Linked DNA regions of Bombyx mori: region 2 is linked to region 1. The links are chromatin contacts, called in public Hi-C maps. All regions are on one chromosome and are shown on one strand. The core of a region is the stretch at or near the end of the contact, and the rest is flanking DNA. Distances in the headings are between cores, read along the strand shown.

The links. Hi-C and Micro-C count contacts between places; a contact is called where the count stands out from the background.
Region 2: a Hi-C map of whole pupa shows a contact between it and region 1, with 2.3 times the contacts expected there. The contact joins two enhancer-like sites. A contact is called at or near these places in 3 of 7 Hi-C or Micro-C datasets (midgut and whole pupa).

What each region holds. Positions count from the first base shown.
Region 1 is chr22:4,048,770-4,051,913 of ASM3026992v2, reverse strand. All of the region lies in intron 1 of LOC101747227 (cystinosin homolog), which reads right to left. Among protein-coding and RNA genes, the nearest start is that of LOC101747227, 6.0 kb to the right of the region's middle. Within about 2 kb of position 1,518, at least 3 of the 8 cell types and tissues checked have open chromatin away from gene starts, as enhancers often do.
Region 2 is chr22:4,106,916-4,110,059 of ASM3026992v2, reverse strand. LOC101747227 (cystinosin homolog) reads right to left here. Exons shown (of 10, transcript XM_012695321.4): 7 at 2,610-2,729; 8 at 1,654-1,824; 9 at 398-618. Among protein-coding and RNA genes, the nearest start is that of ST5, 55 kb to the left of the region's middle. Within about 2 kb of position 1,714, at least 2 of the 8 cell types and tissues checked have open chromatin away from gene starts, as enhancers often do.

The sequences.
Region 1 (3,144 bases), core at 269-2,768:
AGGGATGTACTGCGTTATGTAGCGCAAAATACTTCGCATTTGACTTTCTAACGTTGAACGGGTTTATAATATTTTATCAAAGAGGATCACTACTAGAATATAGTTTAGTATACATATGTGTGTATACGTATGTGACCAAGTATGTATGTACCTAGTCAGGTCATAAGTATTGTCACACAGTAAAAACTTTTCTTTTAGAATGCTGGCCACAAAAAAGTTTATTGAATTCGAATTTCGAATTGTTCATGAAAATAAAAAAGGTATACTTTTAGAATTGTACTCATTTTTAAATATGGAGTGGACGCTTAAAGAAGACCGTGTTGCAGTAATTGCGTTGCATCGTTGCGGTTACGCGCTAATTCAAATTTTTAACATACTGAAAATTTTGAATATAACCAAAAGATTCGTTTATCGTACCATCAAACGATACAATGAAGACTCTAGTGTAGATGACAGGTCAAGAAGTGGTCGCCCTCGGTCTGTTAGGACTCCAGCAGTGATAAAAGCTGTGAAGGCGCGAATTCAAAGAAATCCCAAACGTAAGCAGAAACTGTTGGCCCTTCAGATGGGGTTAAACAGAACCACGGTGAAAAGGGTGTTAAATGAAGATGTAGGGCTTCGGGCATATCGAAGAAAAACAGGACATCGTTTGAATGCTCGTCTAATGGACCTGAGACTGAAGAGATGCCGCGCTTTGTTGAAGCGGTACGCGGGAAAAAAATATATAATTTTTTACCGTAGAAGAGAGCTACAACAAACAAAATGATAAGGTGTACGCACACAGTAGTGAAGAAGCGAGCAACCGTATTCCGCGTGTCCAACGAGGTCATTTTCCATCCTCGCTCATGGTATGGTTGGGAGTTTCTTATTGGGGCTTAACAGAGGTACATTTTTGTGAGAAAGGTGTAAAAACGAATGCAGTTGTGTATCAAAATACAGTCCTGACGAACCTTGTGGAACCTGTTTCTCATACCATGTTCAATAACAGGCACTGGGTATTCCAACAAGATTCAGCGCCAGCTCATAGAGCGAAGAGCACACAAGACTGGCTGGCGGCGCGTGAAATCGACTTCATCCGGCACGAAGACTGGCCCTCCTCCAGTCCAGATTTGAATCCGTTAGATTACAAGATATGGCAACACTTGGAGGAAAAGGCGTGCTCAAAGCCTCATCCCAATTTGGAGTCACTCAAGACATCCTTGATTAAGGCAGCCGCCGATATTGACATGGACCTCGTTCGTGCTGCGATAGACGACTGGCCGCGCAGATTGAAGGCCTGTATTCAAAATCACGGAGGTCATTTTGAATAAACTTTAGTGTCATAAGAATCTATGTAAACCATAGACAAAACAAGGAATGAATAACCCGATGCGCCTTATTTTATAATTTAATTTTCCTGCTAATAAGCCCACCTATTTATTTATTTACGAGAACTGACAAACTGCGTACTGCTATCTAAACTGCACGTAGTATCAAAGATGTACTTGAATTCGTATCTGTCTTCTTACAATTGATCAATTGTATGGTAGTTGACGGATCACTTATTAGTATTCAGCAGCCATAGTTAGGTCAGAATTATTTTATTATTATAACCTTCTTACCTACTCAATGTTAGGCCGAAACGTTTTGTAAGGAAATTTAACTTACGCTGTTAGTTTTTATTTATCGCCGTAGACAGTCTCACCACCCGTTTGGTATTTTATTACTGAAGACCATAAACATTACAACGCAGTCACCACGGCCGTCTGGTGTAGTGGTAAGTGACATGGTCACTACACAAGGGGGTCGCGAGTTCGAATCCCGCCAAGTGAAGATATTTGTATGATAAATATAAATGTCTTTTCCAGGGTTATGGATGTATATTAAATATATGTATGTGTATAATAAAAATCTTACATTTATTTCCGTTATCTGGTACCTGTAACACAAGTTCTTTACGAACTTATCACGGGACGAGTTAAGGTGGCGTCATTGTTTAAAAAAAAAAAAAGATCCAAGTCTTGATTGTGTTGTGTAACGGATGTTCTTCAAACAGGAATTTCCGTTTGCTACATAACAAAAACAAGTCTTTACTGGTGGCAGGACTTCTTGTGAGACCGCGCGGGTAGGTACCACCACCCTGCCTATTTTTGCCGTGAAGCAGTAATGCGTTTCGGTTTGACGGGTGGGGCAGCCGTTGTAACTATACTGAGACCTTAGAACTTATATCTCAGGGTAAGTGGCGGCATTTACGTCGTAGATGTCTATAGGCTCCGGTAACCACTTAACACTAGGTGGGCCGTGAGCTCGTTCATCCACCTAATAAATAAATAAAAATGCTTATTAACAGATGGCGGTACCGACCGTGTGGGCGGACAGTGCGCCCTGCAATTACGTAATTTTATACTTTTTGCATGTTACGTGTGTTTAATTCGCAAAATTGGTACTCGCCCTGCGGTTAATGCCTCCGGAATAATCGAAGTCCTCGACACAAGGTGTCTTACAAATGAAGCTACGATTCGAAGTGAAATTTAAATATAGCTATGGCCATCATAAAGTAATTAATAATCTAAGTAATATTAATAAAACTTTTTTTTCTATATCAATGGGAATACTAGACCTATTAGTTTCTTAAGAATTAAAGATTTTTAAATTGTGCAAAAGATTCACAAAAATTTATATATTTTATGAATTGAAAATAATGGGTTCATGTTTAGTCTAACATCTTGTAAATTTGCGATAAAAAGTCAATTGCATTCCAAACTTTTATTTTTGAATCGTTTCGGTTAATTAACATGTTTATCACCAGCACAATAACAATTAATAAGCAAAATATTTACATTCAAGTTAATCGACTTCTGAATGCATCTGAATAACTGTACTTTACAATTCAATAATATTTACTGCTTATCATCTCCTTATCAGTTATGTTATTCAATGAGATCTTTTTGTATTAAATAAATTGACAGAATAATCAGGTTTTAGGGATAAGCCCGGCATTTTTCAAAGCGCACATCGCGTTCAAAAGATTAAAAACATTGAATACCAGTATAATTACGCTATAAAACAACGACATCACGAAACTGGTGGTTGTGAGCGCGCGCGAGTAAGTACCACCACCACCCTGCATATTTCTGCCGTGAAGCAATAATATGTTTCGGTTCG
Region 2 (3,144 bases), core at 465-2,964, 58 kb before region 1:
GTTAGAGCACCCGCACCAGCTTTTGTGGAATTTAGAAAAAAACGTCTAAATCCAAATAAGATTAAAAGCGAAAACCTTTGGTGTTGTCATATTTGTTTTTTCCAATGAAAGAAGAAAATTCGAATGAATAGAACAGTAAATAAGAGTTATATTGAGAATTGTTATGATAAAAATGAATATTTACTATTTAAAATCGAAATTAGTGACATGTTAGGGCATGACAAAAATGTTCAGCGAAGTGCTTGCTACAAAATCGACTAAAATCGAACTTAAACGATATCAATGATTTTTTTATAATGATTACTATCGATTTCACAGCAACACCACATACACACAAAGCTATCGGAAGAGGTTATAATGACAACACCGCATGCTTATTAGAAACATCGTTACGTACCTATAGAAGACATAGTGCTGCAGTATGAAGAATATATCGAAAACGAGACTAAAGAGGCCGAGGCCGAATTTGGTCGCGTCTCCGAAGAACGAAACCCAGTCGTTGTAGTTGTAGGCGTTGAGGACCATCTGGAGTATCGAAAGGAAACCGCCCACAAAGTCGAGGAAAATGTTGCCGATACTCCAGCCGACCGTTGATTTGCGTTTGTAGTTCATGTACGCCTGAAATTTATGTTTTGTTTTGTTTGTTTTATTATATTTTTCAAGTTTGATTATCAAATAGATCAATCACGTCCTAGATTTTCGAGTTGCTTTGGCTGTGTGATACCATATCTCGGATATTTTTTCCTTATGTAATTGTTGGTAGCCTAACAGGATATTGCAACTACATGCGGACCAGTAGTTTCGTCAGCTCGGGCTCAACCTGAAGTTATTGCTAGCACTGACCCTTAGCAAGAGTAGCGAGACCCGCTGAGAAGATCCGGCGACAAACTCAATTTGTTATGTCTATGGAATCTGTACGATAGCACTACCCCATCTCTTCTCTTGAGTATCGTGAATAGTGGCTGGAAAGAAAAGGCTGGAAATATCGATGTTTTCGGCTGCGCATTTCTCGTTGGACAGTAATTTTACAATACAATTGAGACTTCGACCTCATGTCTCAAGGAGAATGGCGGGAATAATGTTTAGATATCTACGGACTCCAATAACTGAACCTCAAGTTCGGGCATGTCCATGATTTGAGACTATGTGCCAACAAACTGAAAAGATGGTTAGTTTACATCATAATTCTCCTGCCCTTCTCCCAGTCACCTGGGGTCGGCGCAACATGTTTTCTCCTTCCATACTCCTCAATCATATACCATTTCTTCGCTCACTCCCCTCTTACACATATCGTCTTTCACCCAATCCATCCATTTCTTCTTAGGTCTACATCTTCCTCTATATCCTTCCACATTCATAGTTAACACTCTCTTACCAACCTCATTTTCATTTCGTCTCATCACATGTCCATACCATCCCAAACGCGCACTTCTCAGCTTCTCTGCCACAGTTGCCACTTTCAGACTTCCTCTAACTAATCTAAAGATGTGTAGTTTACATATTAGAGAAATCGTACGTTAAGACTTGTTAGCCGAGTGCTTGGGTACGCAATATTTAACTTTATTGGCTGCTCTTTAGAGTGATATTCTTGATATCTGGTGTTCATATTGATGCCCCCAATGGCACCAGCTCGGTTCTGTCGACAGTACTGACCTGCGGCACGTATTTGATGAGCGTGATGGCGAGCTTCACGTAGCTGCAGTAGTAGAGCCAGTCCAGCCACTCGATCTTGCCGACGACCGCGATGCTGCCCGTTACTATGACGACCGCTGAGAACGCGCCGAGTATCCCGCGCCCCACCGTCGAGACCCGTTGCTCTTCACGCTGTTACCAAACGCAGACAATCGTATGATCATTTTTACAGGTGGTAGGACCTCTTGTGAGTCCGCACGGGTAGGTACCACCACCCCGCCTATTTCTGCCGTGAAGCAGTAATGCGTTTCGGTTTGAAGGGTGCGGCAGCCGTTGTAACTATACTTGAGACCTTAGAACTTATATCTCAAGGTGGGTGCCGCATTTACTGGCTCTGAGCTCGTCCACCCATCTAAGCAATAACAAAAATTATATTCCTCATAGCTGGAGCTCGTGCTATGCAAGGCTGCTGCACTAATAAAGGGTTACGGTATCGCTGACGTCACTCTGTCTAATTAAGGCAAGAAAAGAAACTAAGTTATTAATATAAGGTTATACATATTTCGCCGAACTCATTAGTACCGCAGCCCGCGAATTATCAAACATTTGGTAAATAGCAAGCTGAAAACACTTAATTTGATAAATATGCAATTTATTATCATTGCTCGAGTCTGTCGGTTCGAGATAAATTCGATGAATATTCTTTTGATATAAAATTTATAGGATTAAGATAGTGAACGGTCCAAGTGGCTTACTATGAGTATTGGATGAACGAATATCGCATCAAAGTGTCCTTGACCGAAATCCAAGGATTACTTGTAATTCTAATATAATATCATGTTTTATCGATCCTACCAAGTTCATTAGAAAAATTGGTACCCGCCGGCGGGATTCGAACACCGGTGTATCGCTCAACACGAATGCACCGGACGTCTTATCCTTTAGGCCACGACGACTTGCGGGGAATATCTCCGTACCTCATATAAAAAGCACTGGGTGATGGTGATGAGAGTAGCGAAGGCTGCGTGCAAGGAGAAGAACACGTCGTTAAGCTGCACCGGATTCAATCCGCGGGGATGACGACTGAAGTACTCGTTCTGTAAACATTCAATTATTTTGTACACACACGCACAGACAACGTCAAGTACACCTGTGGCATTATTGGTCCCACATACCCATTATATTCGCGCATCATAGCCACTAAGGAGTAAGCATGCATTTTACTGGTGGTGTGACCTCTTGTGAGTCCGCACGGGTAGGTACCACCACCCGGCCTATTTCTGCCGTGAAGCAGTAATACGTTTCGGTTTGAAGGGCGGGGCAGCCGTTTTAACTGTACTGAGACTTTTGAACTTATATCTCGAGGTGGGTGGTAGCATATACGTTGGAGATGTCTACGGGATTCAGTAATTGATTTGATTTGATTTGATTTGAATAAAACGCTCGTAGAGGAAAGTTCAGTAAAAAATAATAATAATAAGTTGATGTGCGAGATTAAAATTTCCGTCTAAA